2 separate regions of the Mus musculus genome follow, and region 2 is linked to region 1. The links are chromatin contacts, called in public HiChIP or PLAC-seq maps. All regions are on one chromosome and are shown on one strand. Each heading gives the region's core, a stretch centred on a gene start, on an enhancer-like site or on the middle of the called end of the contact. The rest is flanking DNA. Distances are from core to core; before and after follow the strand shown.

Region 1 (5,825 bases), core at 1,586-4,085:
CCCATTTGTTACATCCTTAAATGTTACTGCAGCAGCAACTTCCTTTCCACTGCAGAAAGCTGACCTCTCTTACCTTTGCTTTTCCCCTTAGTCAATCACCTATTTGCATAAACCAGTTTTAGAACACCCAGAATTAACTTTGTGCATACAAAGACAGGCTTCTTAATATCAGAAAATTATTTACTGTCTCAGAACCAAACAGATTGCTAATACACTCCATCAGGAGGCTGGGCTGGCAGATGTCACAAGTCTGTGATTCCCCCCAGCACTTTAAGAGTGTTTGGCAGGATCAGTAGCTCAAGGCCAGTCTTGGCTACATTGCAATTTTGTGTTAAAGGCCAGCCTATGCTAAGGTACTCAGAAGAGGGAGTGGGAAAGAAGACTGTTTGTTTGTTTGTTTGTTTGTTTGTTTGTTGTTATCATCATATAGATCCTAAAATTGCTTGAATTAGCCAAAGGGTCAGTATTTCCAAGACACATTTTCTTCATATTTGTAAGAAAAAGATGCTTTCCACATGAACCAGCCCTTACGTTATCCTGACTTTCACTCAGATCATTTGCTAGATACACCACACTTGTTTATCTAAATATCTTATAAAAATTCATTTTAAATAATTTCAGTATTTATATCAGCTCAAGGAGAAAATAATTACATCACCATTGCTATACAAATAATCCACACTCAGTGTATAGATGAAAATTTTCACTATTTCATTGGAAAGAAGTATTGTGATTTATGACTTACTACTGTCAGCTGAGAACACATAGTTTTATAAAGATTTATCTTGTCTGAATCCCTTAAATCTAAACATTATTTTCTTCCTCTATATTCTAGGAAGAGTCAATGTCTAGAAACTGCAGTGTAACATCGAAGCCTTTTAATTATTTAGCTGCTAACTCTGAAATGTTCTCTTAGAAAACAATGGAAAACTGGATACAATGCTTCTGGGATGTACTTCCAACAAGGGCCATTACCAAGAGTAAGATTTTAGAGGTTAGGTTACAAAGACATCACAGATGGGTTTTGACATATATGGATAGCTGGAAATCACTCTCTTTGGCCCCCAGGGATGAGTACCTTCTCCATCACTAAAGCCACTTCCAGGCCAGGCCCCACAACAACTGGGTAAGCATCAGAAACCTCTAAATGTCTGTCTACTCTTGAAGGCAACCAGTAAATATTTTAGAAAGTAATTCCCTGCATATATTGTTACTAAATTCACAGCTATTCTAATCTCTATTCTAAAACTATTATGGGAGGGTATAAAAGAATAAGGTGTAAGAGACATATATACATACATATATATATACATTATATACATTATATACACACACACATAGAGACAGACATACAGACATTACAGTTCTAAACCAATGGTTTTCAACCTCTGGGTCGCGCGACCCCTTGACGTCAAATGACCTCATGAGAGTCACATTTCAACTACGTCCATTACAATTCATAACAATAGCAAACATTACAGTTATGAAGTGGCAATGAAAATAATTTTATGGTTTGGGGACATCACAACATGAGGAACTTTTAAAGTTCGCAGCATTAGGGAGGTTGAGAACTACTGATAGTTTAGAATTTAAACTGTCACAGAATTTCATTGTTCAAAATTTCAGTAGCAATGTGCCTGCATGGTATCTTCAAAAAGGCAGAGAATACCACAAAAGGACTCCTACAAAATGCTTCTTTTCGAACAGTTTTGCAAAAGGTACACAACTGCCTCTAAGTTACACAAGTCAAGTTCTAACACTTTGTAGAACAGGGTTACCACCCATGGGTCCCCAAAATACCTAAATTTTTAGGAGAAATTCTGCGTACAAATAAGTAGCCCTTTTCTCTTGGGGGGTGGGGGGGAGAAGGAAAAAAATTTATGTATCTTTCAGCTTTTCAAAGGGGTTCATGATTCAGTTCAGATTAAAGAGCCCTTTAGACTGTCATCATTAGATAACTTGTCATGGTCAAGCCAACTCTTCTTGTTCTATTCCACGTTAGGGGAAGATTTATAATTCAGTGGCTCCTACACAACTTCTGGGTGATGCAGGCATGAAATGGTTGTCTGATTCTAACAGTCCCTACAACCACCACCGCAAAGCTGCAACCCCCCAGTTTCCCTGAGCCCCGTTTCGAAGGCGGCTGGGCTCTGATGGGACCCAGGAGAGCCCTGGCAGCCATGCGACCTGCTTTCTAAGAGCTGCCGCCCCCTCGGGGGTCTCAATCGGCGACCAAGTCCTCAGCAGCTTCTCTGGAGCAGTGGCTGCGGGCGACACTGCAGCGACCTTCCCGCCCGCGTCCCGCGTGGGGCAGCCACGCACACCACACGAGGGACAACAAAGCCCGGCCGAGCGGCCCAGAAGAGCCGAGTTGTCACCCCGCGGGGGTCGCAGGCCTTAGGGCGCGGACTCCGGAGAAGCCCTGGCGGCCGTCACCCCACCCGCCCGCAGTCCTCCTTACCCGCAGGGAAGCTGCGGGCCCCGCTGGGGCTGTCCCGGCCGCCAGCCTCCGGGGCCAGGAAACGGCCCCACATAGCGGGCGAGCGGGCGAGCCTGGAGCTCGGGGCCCGCGGTCGCCTCGGCTTCTGGGCGGAAACTTGAGCGGAGCCTGGGCCTCGGCAGCGCGGACCGGACCCGGGCGGGGGGCTTAACGGCTGTTCAGCGACGGCCCCGGAGCGCGGCGGCTGCCATGGCCCAGCCGGCTGCGCTGAGGCCCGGGCCGGGGAAGCTAGTAGCTCCCCGGTGACGGCGGCGCGATCGCAGGCTCCGGGGCTCAAAGCGAATCTGCAGCTGCGGCTTCTCTCAGCCCCCTCCGCCCGGCAGAACCTTAGGCAGCGGGCCGGGCCAGGACAGGCGGGGCCTGGATGGGGCTGGGGGCGGGGCCCAGAGGGCGGGGCCTCAAGGCGGGGCCTGGGACTCTTGGCGAACCAAAAACCTATTGCTAACAGCATGCGGGTGATCATCCTGAAGCCGCTCCCTACTTCTCCATCCTGTTACCTTCAAGCTGAGAGAGGGTCCATAATTTAATCCCAAACCCTGTCTTCCTATACGTGCTTTCTAGGGGCACAGTTGTTATAAAAGGTGCGAGTTGTCCCTGCAACCGCTTCAAGGGGCTGTGGGGCTAGCCATCTGACTCAGAATGGAGATCAGAATTAAAATTGTTGTCATGCGTTCCACAAGCACCGGTTATGGATCACGGTGGGAATAGAAAAGAGGACATCCCTGCCTCCCACATCTGCTCCACTTTATTTCCCACCCTTCCTAGGAACAGACATCCTGAGAAAAGACAAAGGAATACAGCATCCTCTTGCAATTACTCTTGTTGGCAATATAATCATTTGAATATTTAGATACAAACTAAACACTGTCAACCACTGTACAAGGAGGCAGTCTCAGCATGCCAATCAGAAGTAACCCAGACGATAAGTTCCTTAGGCTTTGAGTCCAGTGATGTTTTTCCTAATGTGGAAACTGCTAACAAAAGCTTAATATTGATGTATCCTCAAGTAAAATACTACTTAAAGCTTGTGAGGCTTACATTTAAAAATGTGTGCTATAACTCACCACATTTGCTGAAATGTACCAAACCGTGGTTATACATCTAGTCTCCTTCCTGTAGATCTGCAGATATTTCTCCAAATCTTCAGATGTTGGTCAACCGTCAAATGATTCTGATGCTAGAAGGTGACAGAAATATGAAAATATAACGAGATGGCTCTTTATCTGATCTAAAATGTATCTAATTATTTATTGACAGTTGAAAAGGATGGGGAAAAAAACATTAACAGTTCCACAAAGAAAAATATCGAAAGTAAAAATACTATATCTACAAATACATCTTTTCATAATTTGTAGTTTAACAAAAAGCCCAAATTCGCTGGAAACTTGATGTGTAACCCAGGCTGCCCTCAAACTCCTGGTTCTCCTGCTTTAGCCTCCTCTGTGCTTTCTAGAAAGAAAGAAAAAGGAGAAAGAAAGAAAGAAAGAAAGAAAGAAAGAAAGAAAGAAAGAAAGAAAGAAAGAAAGAGAGAGAGAGAGAGAGAGAGAGGAAGGAAGGAAGGAAGGAAGGAAGGAAGGAAGGAAGGAAGGAAGGAAGAAAGAAAGAAAGGGAGGGAGGGAGTAAGAAGGAAAGAAAGGTTCCGGTCGCTTAGAGATTCTTAAACATTTAAAACTCACAACCTCATAACCCCTTTTGTCCAAGAAACTTTTATACAACACTGGATGACTAGATAAATAAAATGGTGTTCAAGGCAAATGTTTGCTTATATTATAAATTTATTTTAATAAATTATTTATTACATATACAAATTTACCATTCATTAAAGATGAAAACACTCTGTATGCTAATGAGATAGATGCAATTCTTTACTTTCATATAAATGATTAAATGTTTGCACAGCATAGTAGTACATACCTGCAATCCCAGCACTTGATGGAAACCAATAAACCAGGAATCCAATTGAAACCTGGATTACAACATGAAGAGTTTAAGGCTAGCCTGAACTACATAATGAAGCCTTGTCTAGGAAAGAAGAGGAAAAATAAAGGAAAGAAGGAGGAAAATGAAGACATAGGTAAATATTTAAAAATGAAATTAATACCCAACAAATTTCTTTTTTTAAAAAATGTTAAAGACATTATTGAGTACATCTGGTAGGAGTTAGGGGGAAGAGTGGGGATGAATATAATCAAAAACCATTGCGTGAAATTTTTAAAGAAAAAATTATTTTATAAAGACATTGGTGCTGGACAGGTGGCTCAGCAGTTAAGAACTGGGATTAAATTCCTAACACCCACACAGGGCAGCTCACAATCACTTATAACTCCAGTTCTGATGCCCTCTTCTTGCCTCTGCACCATGGGGCACCTGTTCATACAGCCCAACACATGCACATAAACTAGTAAGAGATCTTTTAGATGAAAGATAAATGGTGCATTCATAAGGTTGGTTCGAATCTTGGGTTGAGCACTCTGATTTCCTTTACTTTTTTTTTTCCTTGAGGCACATTGGATTTTCTTACTTCTTTTTCCTTATTCAAACTTATCAGTTTGGACAAGCAGCAAGAAAGCTGAAAAAGGTTATAACAATGGGTAAAGGTGATTTTTTAATACTATCATAAAAATCTCATAATGTAAATGTCAATATCTATTCAATTTGCAAAACTATATATTTTATGAAACAAGATGAATAATATATAGGAAAAACTGTCAACAAAAAATAATTGCAACAGTTCCTCAAAAATGATTACCAGAATATTGACAAAGATGTATGGATGAAGTCTAAAATTTTTATAACTAGAAATGTCTGGTGTGTCAAGTTCATATCAATGACATAATTTGTAAGCTTTCCCACAAGAGAAATCACAAGTTATCAAATTTTGTTTACATTGTTATTGACTCAAATGATCATTCAACAATGAAAACTAAGAACACTTTTCTAAGCTGGATTTGAAAATGTTATTTGGTTCCTAACACATAGAACTCATTCATCCTATAGTAAGCAGAAGAGAAGTGGCCTGCCTATTACAGCATGAACAGTGTGTGCTTTAATTTCCTTACGTATAATTTGGGATTGTAACAGAGACCACTATCTTGAAGATTTGCTGTGGGAATTTCATTGCTTAATATTTTTTGTAATGTTTGTAATACAAACACACACTATAGATATAAAACTGTTACTTCTCACTAAAGAAAAAATCAGTTGCTGTAGGACAGATAGGTTACAGATGTTTTATGTACACACATGTTTAAACGGAGTAAAGTACTATTTCGATTCTTTTCCTAGCCATTTGTGGTTACTAATTAGCTCAGGAATTATGTTGAAA
Region 2 (5,825 bases), core at 2,199-4,698, 150 kb after region 1:
GGGGATGTTTTCTGCTATTACCACTGTTACAGAAATGGATTCCGATGATTTGTTTTAAAAATGTGGTCTCTTTATGTATCTAATGCAATGATGTATTTTCACAGAGTTTTAAAATTTTAATATGAACAGACTTTCACAAACAATCGTGGTGTCGCACACCCACTGCAATCTCCCTCTTCCCTTGCCCCTTGTCAACTGAAAGCCCATATTAGTTTTCCAGGGCTGTTGGGACAAAGTATCAGACAGAGACGGAATTGTAGAGACCAGAAATTCTTTTTCTCACAGGGCTGGGCTAGAAGTTTAATGTCAGCAAGGCAACATGTCAGTGGGGTTGATTCCCTTCTAAGCATCTTTCTTTGACCCACAAATGACTGCCGTTTAGCTGTGTCTTCATGTGGTCTTCCTGTTGGACACACCAGCATCCAAATCTCTTTGTAAGTAGACACCAGTGTTGCTAGATTACGCCCTACCACAATGGCCTCATTTTAACATAGTTAATTTTCAAACACCATCTCTCCAAAGGTAGTCAGCTTTGGAAGTGTGGAAGATTGTGACTGCAATACATGAATGTAAGACACAGGAATTGGAATCAGGTCTTAGCAACAGCGAGGAAGGGTGATTTCCAATGAGCCAGTAAAATTTGTAGTCAGGATATCACATCTGAAGACCTGATGGATGTGGACCTCAGCTTTACCACTGGCTGTCCATACTGACCTCAAGCAACTATCTTTGTTATCTACTTTTGAGTTCTCCTATATGTAAGTGGTTTGTAATGACTCCTGGCACAGGAGAACGTGTGACATCCTTCTCACACAGAAAACTCTCCAGGTTTGTTGCAATGTTATGCTTTCCTTTTAAAATGAAAAAATAGAAATGTCCCTCATGGAAGAAGGTATGACAATATTTTACAAAAATAGGGAAAACATTTTGGAACTCACAGTGCGATGAGCTGAAGTAGTTTTGAATTTTGTGTTATTCACAAGTTTCTTTTATACTCAGAAATTAAAAGGACTTTAGCTTTGGGGCATAGAGTGGCTTGCAATCCACATGTCGCAGATTCTAGTCCAGCCTTTATCTTGCTACATTTATATCCTTTCCTAATGTTTTCTCCTCCGTCTGAACCAAAGACAGCTTTTGACTGTGTGTCTAATTCTTTCTGAACACACAGAAGACATATACTTCCAAATGCAGGTGTCTGACATCATACATACAAGAAAACCTTCATTCTAGGCCAATGTCCTTCTTTACTACACACTAGTTCATATGCCTTCTGGAGAAAAAGTGCTAGTCATGGGAGTAGTTACACTAGATAGTCATGGGCTCTGGATGTTATAGAATGCTCAATGTCCTCCACAGGCTCATGTCCCTAATAGTTAGTTCCCATCTTGTGATAGTGTTTGGGACATTGTAGACTCCCACTCTCGGAGTAGGCCACTGGGGTAGTGGCATTGAGAATTTATAACCCAGCTCTATAGTTCCAGGCCAAGCCCTCTGGTTTCTTGTCTGAAGAGGCATGAAGAAGCTATGCTATAAGTTTCCAGTGCCACGGACCAAGCCAGTCCTAGCCACTATACCTTCCCTGCCATAATGGACGGTATGCCCTTAAACCATGAATCAAAATAAATTTTCCATCCATTAAATTGTTTCTCTTGGCCTTTCTGTCATAGCAACAAAAAATACGATATGCCAGGTTCTCCTAGGCCATCCATTCTACTGAATCTTTCTCCTTATCCCTGGCCCATGTTACTCCCCACTCTCTTCAGCAGGTATTCTAGCTCTTACCTCTTCACGTAAGTCATATAAAATTTTAAGCCCATTCCTTCCCTGACTGCATCCCCTTCATTTTGTGTCTGCCCTGTCAACACCATTATTCTTCACTTGGATCACAGGGGTTGTAGCAACAGCAAGTTGCTTAATTATATACCATAGCGAATCTGTCATGTGACCTTTGACATAGAAAATACTTTCTCTTTTCTCAGGGTCTCTGCAATTGATTTAGTTTACATTTAAGATTTGGTTAAAATATCATGGCCCTCCTCTTCAAAACACTGATAAAATTTGCGATACATATCCTTCCAAAATTCATATAGAAGCTTAATCTTAAAATTCATATGTTTCAGTATCAAAAATTTGGGCTTTAGGGGAAGTGACTACACTTGAGGGTTCTGATCATGTGAATGAGATTAATGGATGCATAAGAGAGTTCTCAGAATGCTTTGCGGCCAGTCTCAGCTGCTCCTCTGCTGTGTGAAGTCATAATATGATGATGTAACCTTAGAAATAGACACCTTCTACCACAAGACAAATTTGCTAGTGCCTTGATCCTTGGTCTTTCTAGCAGCAGAACTGTGAAGAATAACTTACATGCTCTGAAATATTTTATGAGAGCAAGAACAGACTATACCATACTCCCACCACACCCAGTCTGGGCTGGGCTCCCCTTCCTGCCCCCTCCTCAGTCTTTATACAGTGATCTTAGTCTCTGTTGTATGCTGTGAAGAGATGCTGTGACCAAGCAAGCTTTTATGAAAGAAAGCATTAATTGGTGTCTGTCTCACAGTTTCAGAGGTTTAATCCATTATCATGGCAGCACACATGAACTAGAGCAGTAGCTAAGAGTTCTGAATTCTGATCCACAGGCAGACAAAAAAAAAAAAAAGATTTTTTGACTTGGAATGGGCTTTTGAAACCTCAGTCTACCCCCAGTTGACATACTTCCTCCAACAAGGACACACCTCTTAATCCTTCTAATCTTTTCAAATAGTGCTACTTCTAGTAACTAAGCATTCAAATATATGAGCTTATGGGGGCCATCCTAATTTAAACCACCACATTTCACTCCCTCTCCCCATCCCCCATAGACCTGAAATCATAATGCAAAACTGCATTCAGTCCAACTTCAAAAGTCCCAGTAGTCTAGAACAGTCTCAACATGGTTTAAAAGTCCAAAGTTCAAAGTTTTTTGAGACTCATGGCAATCTTTCTTGGGCTGGTTCTACACCTTGTTAGCAGCTTTTGTTGGCAGGTATGCCATTCCTCTCCAACATCTTAGGTTCTCCAATACAATACAGCCGTCACCTTCACAGTTTCACATAATGGCCTCTCTGAGTCTCCATGCAGAAACATCCTTGACACAGGCTTGGCCTCACCTTTCATTAGCCACAGAGGGAGATTCCACAGCTTCTTCTTCTTTTTCTTTGTCTTTGACTGTAAAACCAGAACACATGACCAGAGGTGCCAAGTTCTGCTGCTTGATGGGGCTGGGACTTGGCCCTCTCCTTCAATTACAATTACAGTTGGATCAATTGGCTTTTTGTTTTCATGGTTTCCTTTACTACTTAAGCATTTCTTTAATACCTTTTCACAAGTTGGAAGCTTATCTGGGTGGGGTTTTTCCCTAAGGTCACCACTTCCTTTTTTCGTTAGCATCAGGCTTTTCTTTGAACTTTTTATCTCCTGGAGCACTGAACTTAGCTCCATTACACCCCCTGGTGCTCCTTTTCTCTTGAAACTACAAGACCTGTGGGAGGACACATGATGTTTGGAGAGCGTATAAATAGGGCTCAACAGATAGTGCTGGTGTGCTTGGTAGCTAGCTTTGAAGTGTTTCATTGGTCTTGTGCATTCTCACTGATCTAGACAGAGCAAAGAACTCCTGGCATCCCAGCTGATCCTGGTCACTCCTCCTGACTTGTGCTTATTTGATGGAGGCTGACTCTGTTGGATTATGTTACCACTGCTGATTCCTGTTTGCTATCTGTAAGACACCGACCCTTGGTCAGTAGTACTTCCAGATGCCCCGGAGTGAGTTACTGAGACGAAGATCAATGCAAAAGCAAGAGGTTTGTTTTCTGGTGCATCGGGATCAACCCTCAATCAGTCCCTAGAGGTGAGTGATGAGGTGACCCCAAATGGCTATTACAAGAAGTTTTTATACTTTTTAGGGACACAAGTTACATTAGCAAGGTTACATTTTAGGGGCACCAATTACATCAGCGAAGTTACAGTTCAAACTTATTGGCTAAGCATATTGACCTTTAAATCTATTGGCTAATAAATATGGCATCCATTTGAACTCTGCCTGGGACTTTACAGAGGGTCAGGTGACTCTCAGTACATTCTGAGAATTTTTTACTCAAGTGTGATCCTGTGGGTGGAGGATGCAACTTGGCCTAGCCTTGACCTCAGGTGGGAGGGGGAGCTAAAAGGAGGGCATGGGACTGGAAAACCCCTTAGGGTCCCACACTATCCTGAAACTACTGAACTGAACTGCTGGTATCTTGACAAATGAAGATTGGAATCGCCTCAAAGAACTACTTCTAAACAGCTCCACATCACCTTGTCCTACTTACCATCTTTTCTTCCTTACCTTTGGATGGTAGGCTAGAAGGAGTGGGGGCAAGGGAGGGTTGAAGCATTTGTGAATCCTTATTAAAAGTACGTTTAAAAATATCTAAGCATACTTGGAAGTGTAGTTTACTGACTTGATCCTCATGGCCTGCTTAGCCTGTTTTCTTATAGAGCCCAGGATTATCAGACCTGGGTGGTGCCACCCACAATGAGGTGGGCCCTCCACATTAATCACAAGTTAAGAAAATACTCTACAGGATTGACTACAGCCCAGAGGTTGACTACTTCTAGAGGTATTTTCTCAGTTGAGGCTCTCTCCTCTCTGATGACACTAGCTTGTATCGAGTTGACATAAAACTAGCCACCACAAAATCTAATGTTATTTTATGTCATTATTTATTGAGGTATTTATCCTTCCAGAATAGCAAGTTTCTTATATCCAGTCATACTGTTTGTCAACTGATGAATCTGTCCAGTACAGTAGATGCCTACACAATAGATGCCCTAAGAATATCCCTTTTTTTCCATCTAGGTGCTGGATGAGGTCAACAGCTTAATCATTTTTTCATCCTATGCATATCAGAGTCTTATAGCTACAAGGAACCAAACTCAACTTTGTGGATTTAAATACAGAATAATCTTGCTAAAAGTAATAGAATCAGTGAGATGATTAGAAAGTATGACAAAGAGATATCAAATGCAAGCAGATCACTGTCCCACAGGCACTGTTTCTTTCATAATGTTCCCACACGGTAGATTGCCCATCCTCTGTGGATGAGTCAGACAACTGTGTGTGCATCTAACTGGCTAAGCCTTGAGGAGCCAATGTGAGTTCACGTGGTTCTTCAGTTAGTAAGAAGATGATCTTTGCAACTGTTCAGGAAGACTGGACAAATTCCTCAAACAATGGCCCTAGCTGAGATCACGGCACTTAGAAAAGTCATTGTAGTTCTCTTGAGCCTACCAGACCCAATAGCATAAAAGAAGGCAGATTAAAAACTTGAGAGTGAGGATGTCGCTCAGTGGTAGAACACTTGAATAGAAAAACCTTGAATAATGAAGAATAAAGTATGAATGAATTTCCTTCGTGCTTCCAGAAACCAACTTTCCAAAGGGCAATCTTAACCTGGCTCTTGAATGTTTCAGTTTTACAGTGGAAAATAGAATTGAAAAGACCATGAGCTATGATGTCATATACTATGCAGGAAGTGTATAGACTCTTCACTAGACTGTAATACTCAGCAGCCAGAGACACATTATTTCCCCACTGCCTAGGACACAGCGTGTAGTACATAGTACGTGTGGTTTCTTGCTCAGAAGCTCAAGGTCAGGCAATCACAGAGCTAGAGAACAACAGCTCCATTTGCTGGCCAGTCCCACCCACACTCTGATCTGTCAAATAATACACTAAAGTGTGTATTGATTGCCTATTCTGGTTTTTGCTTTGTTTTGTTTTCACTACTGCTGGACAGACT

The links. HiChIP or PLAC-seq counts read pairs in DNA pulled down with a chosen protein or histone mark.
Region 2: a CTCF HiChIP or PLAC-seq map of CD8 T cells shows a contact between it and region 1, with 12 read pairs. The contact joins the enhancer-like site here to the promoter of Cep85l in region 1. A contact is called at or near these places in 1 of 15 datasets of contacts at CTCF or cohesin (CD8 T cells), 4 of 484 Hi-C or Micro-C datasets (3T3-L1-derived adipocytes, Th1 cells, bone marrow-derived macrophages and 1 more), 17 of 115 datasets of contacts at active chromatin or transcription factors (CD8 T cells, bone marrow-derived macrophages, craniofacial prominence and 8 more) and 3 of 9 other capture datasets (adipose tissue, liver and pancreatic islet).

Annotation. Positions count from the first base shown.
Region 1 is chr10:53,377,048-53,382,872 of GRCm38.p6, forward strand. It overlaps Cep85l (centrosomal protein 85-like), which reads right to left and starts at 2,836. Exons shown (of 13, transcript NM_001204983.2): 1 at 2,462-2,836. The coding sequence starts at 2,534. Gm46225 (a long non-coding RNA gene) reads right to left here. Exons shown (of 3, transcript XR_001779770.2): 2 at 4,415-4,522; 3 at 3,539-3,677.
Region 2 is chr10:53,522,398-53,528,222 of GRCm38.p6, forward strand. No RefSeq gene overlaps it. Among named protein-coding and RNA genes, the nearest start is that of Gm20597, 6.3 kb to the left of the region's middle. Within about 2 kb of position 3,449, at least 34 of the 459 cell types and tissues checked have an H3K27ac peak or open chromatin away from gene starts, as enhancers often do. A contact at or near this core is called in CD8 T cells and Th1 cells, where this site is marked.